Linked DNA regions of Pan troglodytes: region 2 is linked to region 1. A link is a contact called in public HiChIP or PLAC-seq data. All regions are on one chromosome and are shown on one strand. Each heading gives the region's core, a stretch centred on a gene start, on an enhancer-like site or on the middle of the called end of the contact. The rest is flanking DNA. Distances are from core to core; before and after follow the strand shown. Region 1 holds the start of FYN (FYN proto-oncogene, Src family tyrosine kinase). Region 2 holds the start of CCN6 (cellular communication network factor 6).

Evidence for each region. HiChIP or PLAC-seq counts read pairs in DNA pulled down with a chosen protein or histone mark.
Region 2: an H3K4me3 HiChIP or PLAC-seq map of stem cell-derived excitatory neurons shows a contact between it and region 1, with 5 times the contacts expected there. The contact joins the promoter of CCN6 here to the promoter of FYN in region 1. A contact is called at or near these places in 1 of 7 Hi-C or Micro-C datasets (stem cell-derived neural progenitor cells) and 1 of 1 datasets of contacts at active chromatin or transcription factors (stem cell-derived excitatory neurons).

Annotation. Positions count from the first base shown.
Region 1 is chr5:123,802,339-123,805,920 of NHGRI_mPanTro3-v2.0_pri, reverse strand. FYN (FYN proto-oncogene, Src family tyrosine kinase) reads left to right here and starts at 1,559. Exons shown (of 15, transcript XM_063812641.1): 1 at 1,559-1,686.
Region 2 is chr5:123,976,567-123,980,148 of NHGRI_mPanTro3-v2.0_pri, reverse strand. It overlaps CCN6 (cellular communication network factor 6), which reads right to left and starts at 2,003. Exons shown (of 8, transcript XR_010157772.1): 1 at 1,832-2,003.

The DNA of each region.
Region 1 (3,582 bases), core at 310-2,809:
AAAGTCAGCAAAAGGGACAGATTTTTTTAAACTACAGTAAAAACAAGTAGTGGGCCGGAAAGGCAATATTATAGATTTTGAGCACAGAAGCAGAAGCTGATTCACTTATAATTTCTTAGAACATTAGATTTGCTGAGGGTGAAGGTAGGATTCTTGCCAAAATCATTAAGGAGAGCGATTCTGAGTATGCCTTAAAGCAGAACTTTCAGTAAACAGGAATTACCTATAAAGAAAATCAGGAAGCCAAAGTGTTTCTTTTTATGAAGTTACATCCTGCCATAGAAAAGCTGGATAGGAAATAAAGACCGATGCACTCCCAACTGTATACTAAACCGGCAATTATTTCATCAAGGGAAATATGAGCAAAAGCTCAGATTCAGTGAAGGGGAAAAAAACATGAGAAGTTTGAATGTTATGAGAAACCAAAGACAACCAATGACTACAATTAAACGAGGTTTTTTTGGGGGGGGGCGGGGAATGTACGAACAAATCTCTGTCATTTCAGGTTCCTTAGTCGCCGCTTGGCCCCTCCCCCCATTTCAGTAATACTTCCTCCAGACTTTTGCTAGAAAAAAAATATAAATGAGTGTCCGCAGAAATAGGGGACTGATAAAATGATCCTAATCTCCTTCTCCTCCTCATTGTTATTTCTTGTGCGTTTCCACGTTTCAGGACAGGATTCTACTTTGCTCCGTACTCTTTTCAGTTTGATCAAAGAAAACGCTGCTATCACCGCCCAATTTTCCATTTCATCCTCTCACCCTCAAATGAAAAGACACCAGAAAGGCAAGATAGCCCTGTCTCGAGGCAGTTTCCCATGGTTTTGGGGGAATGGCAGGTGCCAATCTGCAGCAGCAGCTGCAACCTTCCGCAAAGCGGAAACTGCAGTTCACACTCTCCGCTCTTTCTCCCGCCCTACTCCGCCACCTCACAACTCCACACAATCCTTAAAAACACACAGACCTCCTCCTCCAACCTCGCATCTTCTTGCACACCCTGCACCGCACGCACCCTGGGATGCCCGCTGCCACAGTAACGCTCAACCCACTCGGCGGCCCCACCCACTGCCGTCCCGCCCACGCCCCAGGCGCCAATGGTTGCGGCCCGCAGCTCCCAAGGGGCTCTTTGATAGGGCAGCCGGGCCTGTCACTCTCGAGGCGCGCCCCGCCCCCTCCTCCCTCCCCTCCGGAGCTGGAGGGGCAGAGCATCAGCAAGAGTAGCAGCGAGCAGCCGCGCTGGTGGCGGCGGCGCGTCGTTGCAGTTGCGCCATCTGTCAGGAGCGGAGCCGGCGAGGAGGGGGCTGCCGCGGGCGAGGAGGAGGGGTCGCCGCGAGCCGAAGGCCTTCGAGACCCGCCCGCCGGCCGGCGGCGAGAGTAGAGGCGAGGTTGTTCTGCGAGCGGCGCGTCCTCTCCCGCCCGGGCTCGCCGCGCTTCTCCCAGCGCACCGAGGACCGCCCGGGCGCACACAAAGCCGCCGCCCGCGCCGCACCGCCCGGCGGCCGCCGCCCGCGCCAGGGAGGGATTCGGCCGCCGGGCCGGGGACACCCCGGCGCCGCCCCCTCGGTGTTCTCGGAAGGCCCACCGGCTCCCGGGCCCGCCGGGGAGCCCCCGGAGCCGCCTCGGCCGCGCCGGAGGAGGGCGGGGAGAGGACCATGTGAGTGGGCTCCGGAGCCTGAGCGCCGCGCAGGTAAGCAGGCGGCGGGGATGCGTCGCGGGAGGCCTCGGGGATGCTGCGGAGAAGCCCGGCCGCCGGCGCCCCCGCGCACGCCGCCCCCGCCGTGGGGCCCGGTGCTGCGGTCCCTTGGCCGCCGGGGCGCTCCGCGGGGCTGCCGGGAAGTCGGTGCTTGGGGTCTTCCCGCGGTTGCACCGGAGGACACCCCTGCGGGGTGCGGCCCCGAGGCAGCGCGGGGATGGGGACCCCATTTCCTCGCCCGCAAGCGGGCGCCGGGTGAAAATGGGAATTGGCTTGGGGGCGAGGCTGGCCCAGACTCCGCCCCCGCCCTCCTTTTGGGGCCCCCCGCGGGGACTGGGGCTGTGTGTGTTGTTTTAATGTCAGGGATGATGTAATCACTTAATAATTGATGCCCCGTGCTGCTTCCCTCCCCACCCAACCCCTGCCCCACTCCTCCACCTCTCGGCCTCCTCCCTCGGCGGCGGTCGCCTTCTCCAACCCATCCTCCTGCCTATTTCTGGCACCTCCCTTGCACTTCCCCCATCCTCCCCTTCACTCTTCCTGTGCCACCACCCACCCACCCTTCCCCTTTCCCCTGTGCTGGAGCCTTCCCTCCTCTTCCTCTGTCCCCCACCCCTCTGCTCCCTCCAGCTCCTTTCTCCTTCCTTTCCGGCTCCCTCGCTGGATTTCCTCTCTACTTCCCTAGATCCATGGCTGTTTTTGTTTGGGCTCCTCCCCTCTGTTATCTCTGCGGCCACAGGCGGAGGGGACTGGGCCAGAAGGAGGCCACCGAGCTTGGGCCCAGGCAGAGATGTGCTGGGACTCACTGGGAAGAGGGATAATAAAATCACCCTTCTTGCCCCTCCTTCCCCCAATAAATCACACAGACTCGCCGGGTGTGTGTGTGTGAGTGTGAGTGTGACACAAAGAGCCCTTTCAGTGCATAGAGAGGAGACACACAAAGTACCCTAGGATAGGCACGATGCTTCTTGTCTCTCTTCCCTGGGGCTTCCCTTTCTTTCCCATGAAGCAGTTGATCTCTCTGAGTCTTTCCTGCCACATTTACCAAAAAATAAAAGAACCCCCAGATGCCGGGTGGCAGGTGTCGGCATTTTGCTGTGTTCAGAGACCGGTAGTGTTGACTGGCAGCTGCAGTGTTTCTTAGATTTAAGGGAACAGTTATCCCAGCAGTCTTAAGAGTTGCTTTACTTTTAAGGTAGCCTCCCCATCCCCTCGTTCTTTCCCCTCTCCTTTTGGGAACAAGTACTAAGAGCTGGGGTAGAGTAGATTGGTGTGGGGGTCACAAGAATTTTGTTTCTGAATCAGAATTAAATTGGTATTTGATAAGAGGGAGGCAGCCTGAATGGCTTCTTCTCTCAAGTCTAAGAGGGCACTGTGCTGAAGTCTTTTGAAATGAAATCCTGTCTGCCCAGTGATGTTGTTTTACCCTTTTATTGAAGTAAATACCTGGGGACGTGGATAAAACGGTCTAGAGTTAGCATTTGGAAGACCACTGCAGACTGCCTCTTGCCTGCTTCAAGGTAGTCTTGGGACGCCCACTTCCTTTCTCACCACCCAAGCAACTGCAATACTTTCCACCCTGTGTACTGTCTTCTTCCCCAGTCCCTGCTCCATGGGTACCCTGTATTCAGATGAAGGGACTCACAGACTTTTGGAGGAAGTGGTTTAACTATATGAGGCTTTGGGGCCACTTGGCTATGAACTGGGGCTGTAGAGAATCTTGACTGAAGTCTAAACCATTTGATGTTCCTTTTAAGGAGGAAATGTTAATGTAAATCTGGGGGCTTAATGTTCCGTTTTGTAAGCCAGTGACTATTACATGCTTAATCGATATTGTCAAAACTTAAGTTGAACCCGTTCTTTCCTAAAAGTATGGCTCCTCGACTATTT
Region 2 (3,582 bases), core at 754-3,253, 170 kb before region 1:
ATTATCATTCTCAAGTATTATGTACTGTACATAATTGTATGTGCTATACTTTTACATGACTGGCAGTGCAGTTGGTTTGTTTATACCAGCATCACCACAAACATATAATGCATTGCACTGTGATGTTGGAATGGCTATGATGGCACTAGGTGATTGGAGTTTTTCAGCTACACTATAACCTTATGAGACCACTTTTGTATATGAGGACTGTCATTTACTAAAACATCATTGTGTGACATGTGACTGTATTGCACATCTCACTTACCTTTTTTTCTATATGTCTTTCTGTTAAAAGCATCCCATTTTTTTTTTACAAAGCACTAGCCTCAAGATCCCAACGTGACTCTAGTCACATGTGCATGAGAGAGTAGGTTTGTTTTCTCTTCTTCCTCCACTAACGTGTATACAAGCCTTGTTAATCAACACCTGTGCATTCTCTGAGGGGCTGTTCTGTGCGTGCTAAGGTGCTGCCAGTGCCCCCCACCATGGATGGAGGGACAAAGAGGTGCCAGGCTCTGCTTGGTCCCCTGTCCAACTTTTAATAAACCAGGTCCAAAAATGAGCAACCTCTGACCACCACAAAATGCTCTGCCCAGCCATCTGCGTGGGGCTTGGGTCAGAGTCTCCTTGAAAATAAGCAGGTGTCCTCATTCCAAGGGCCTTTAAAAAAGTCAGGCTGTGGCCCAAGGAAAACAAGGCCAAATATCTCAGAGGTTTATAATTCATTTTGTCACTTGGCCTTGTTAGTCTGGTTTGCAGGGGGAGCTCTGTGTGGGAAACAGGGCTGAGTTAATCAGAGGCAGACACCGAGGCCGACCACATGCAAAGGAGAAGCAAGAGAAGAGGAGGACAGAAAAATTTCCAGTATTTCCAAATGTGGGTGAAGCTAATCTTTCAGAGAAGGAAAAGTATGCATAATGTGGTGTGTCATTCCTGATTTGTAAAATGCTTGCACATGTGAATCATAATTCAATTAGATGGGGACAGTGACAGGCATCCTGGACTTGGAGTCAAAAGACCCTCATTCACATTCAAGCTCTGCTACTTTTCTGAGCTCACTCACCTTAGACAATTTCCTTCAGGCCTCCCTGCCTCCAAGCTTCCTACTTCCCCCAGTCCAGCCTCAACATTGCCATTTGATCTCTTTTTCTTAAACACAAATTAGATCATGTCACTCTCCCGCTCAAAACCCTTTTTCACTCCCCCTGGAATAGAACGCAGCTCCTGGGAAGCACAGTAGAAGGCCTTCCACGACGAAGCAACCTCACCCCTGCACTATCCTTGCCTCACCTGCCAGCTCGGGTAGCACAGACCTGCTGTACTGTGAGTCCCCCAGCCTCTTGCTTTTGCTTATGCGATTCTACCAGGACAACCCTGCCCACTGCTTTATCTGATAAGCGGTTTGCACAAACGACTTCTCCCCTGAGAACGCTTCCTAACCAGCACCCACAGCAAAGCTCCTCAAGCAATTAGCGTGCCACCCTGCCCTTGTAAAGCCCATACTGCAATCATCTGTTTATATGCACGGTTGCAAGATTTTGCTTATAAAAATAATGATAATAATAGATGCCCTGTTAACTGCTTTAGCATATATGGGACACACACACACACAAATTCCTTGTTAACCTGAAATTCAAATTTAACTGGGCATATGTTCATATGGCTTGTCCCTACTAGACTGGGTCACTGAAAATAGAGACTGAGACATCTTCATAGCCTTGGTACCCACAACATGACTGACCTACAGCAGGGGCTTGGTAAATATTTACTTTAGAGTTTTTAGCCTTAAAGTTACTAATCTTACAGGCAAATGAATAAACATTCCACTCACTTTTTATTTGCCTTCTTCAGTGAGATCTACATTAAGTGAGATCTAGGTTTTGCAGAAGGCTAAATGTCACCCTTCTGCAAAATCTAGATTGCAGTTTCCAGACTGTCCGGCTCCAACATGCCATGAGCCCCTACGGACGCTAGATGGCGGAATGGGTTAAGGGACTAGCCCTGCTCTGGGGTCCGGGCGCCCCTATATAAAAGCAGGCGCTTCCTCTGCCGCAGTGCCCTGCATTATTGATTGTGACGCTGCCGCAGAGGTGGGAGGAGCCCGCCGCCATCTCGCCAAGTCTGCAGGATCGGGAACATGGCTTTAGGATCCTTTTCTCTCTCTGCAAAAAGTCCCTCGATAGCTGGAAAGAGAGAGCTCTCTGGGGCCCACATGATTGTTTTCATTCATAGGAAGATCAGACCTTCCCATAGTCAGAATCATTTTTATTTCACATTGTCATTCTGAATAGCGGCACCAAAGAATAGCAGCTGTACTTTCTGAAAGCCACTGATTTGAATCGGCACCTATCGTAAAATATTACCGCGTCACTGAAAGGCAAAATAGCCGGGGGCGGTGGGGGAAATTCATCATCTCTTTAGGTTTCTCAGTTACAAAACATTCTTATAAAAATAGATGAAAGTACTACGGACGTAAAATAGTTTCATGATATTTAAAACCACGGCCGTATTTTCAACCGGCATTCATTGGAACCGGAAATCTGTATCTTGGAACTGAAAAGCGCTGATCTGAAACTAAACCGTGGGTGGGGCCTTCACGCCGTCCCCTCCGTGGCACCCTTCCCTCCGGGCCAGCAGAGGGCGCTCAACGGGCAGTGAAAGGGGCTCTCGCAGGAGTCCTCCCTATACAAACATTTTATTTTAGCAGGGAACTGAGTTGTCTATTTACTCACCAGTGTTTTTATTTAGCCAATGCCTTTCTTTGAATATAGATGTGCTGATTAGAGTGCTGTATTGTTCCCTCTCTTTATGAGCCACACATATAATGCATCCTCCATGTTGTGTCATTTGAGTTTCCTTTGTGAAATGAGAATTTAGAGACAGTGTAAAGCATCTTGACTAAAGAATCTTAGATTCTGTACTCATAACCATCAAATATAATTCAACAACACATTTAAAGCAGCTTTTCCTGTTGAATCTTTCCCAAGCATTTTGCTTTTTCTTTCCATTGGAAATATCTTTCTTCATGTATCTGGGTATCATCAGTTTTAGTAATATTTGCTCAAATTAATATTTGCTCAAATTGTGTCGTTATCGGGATACAATTAAGTGGAATGAACAGATTAGGAAAGAGGCAAACAACACACTGGGCCTACTAAAGAGGAGCCCCCTGTCCTACCAGCTGTGAGCTCTCAGTGAGCTCAGGGTGTGTTCGTATGTTTCACGAAAGAAACTGAGAGTTAATTAATCTGTCCTGGTACGCGGAGGTCAATCAAGACAGTTTCCACCTGAATTCAGAAAGGTTACATCATTGTTTAAAAGAAATACACACACACACACACACACCACTTTTCCAAATCCACATGTAATGTAATTGAATCAACTGCTAAATCAAATGCTGTCTTAAGACTTGACAGAACGAAACTGAGCTCACGCTTACACACACTAGGACTGTTAATTGATGAGGCTCATCCACAAAAGACTCTCCAAAGTGAACCTCGTGTCACAGTTTCAGAGTGTGGCAAGCAACTCTTCAGTCCTGGATGATGGCTTTCAGAATGCCATCTGTGTCCTGTGCATGCC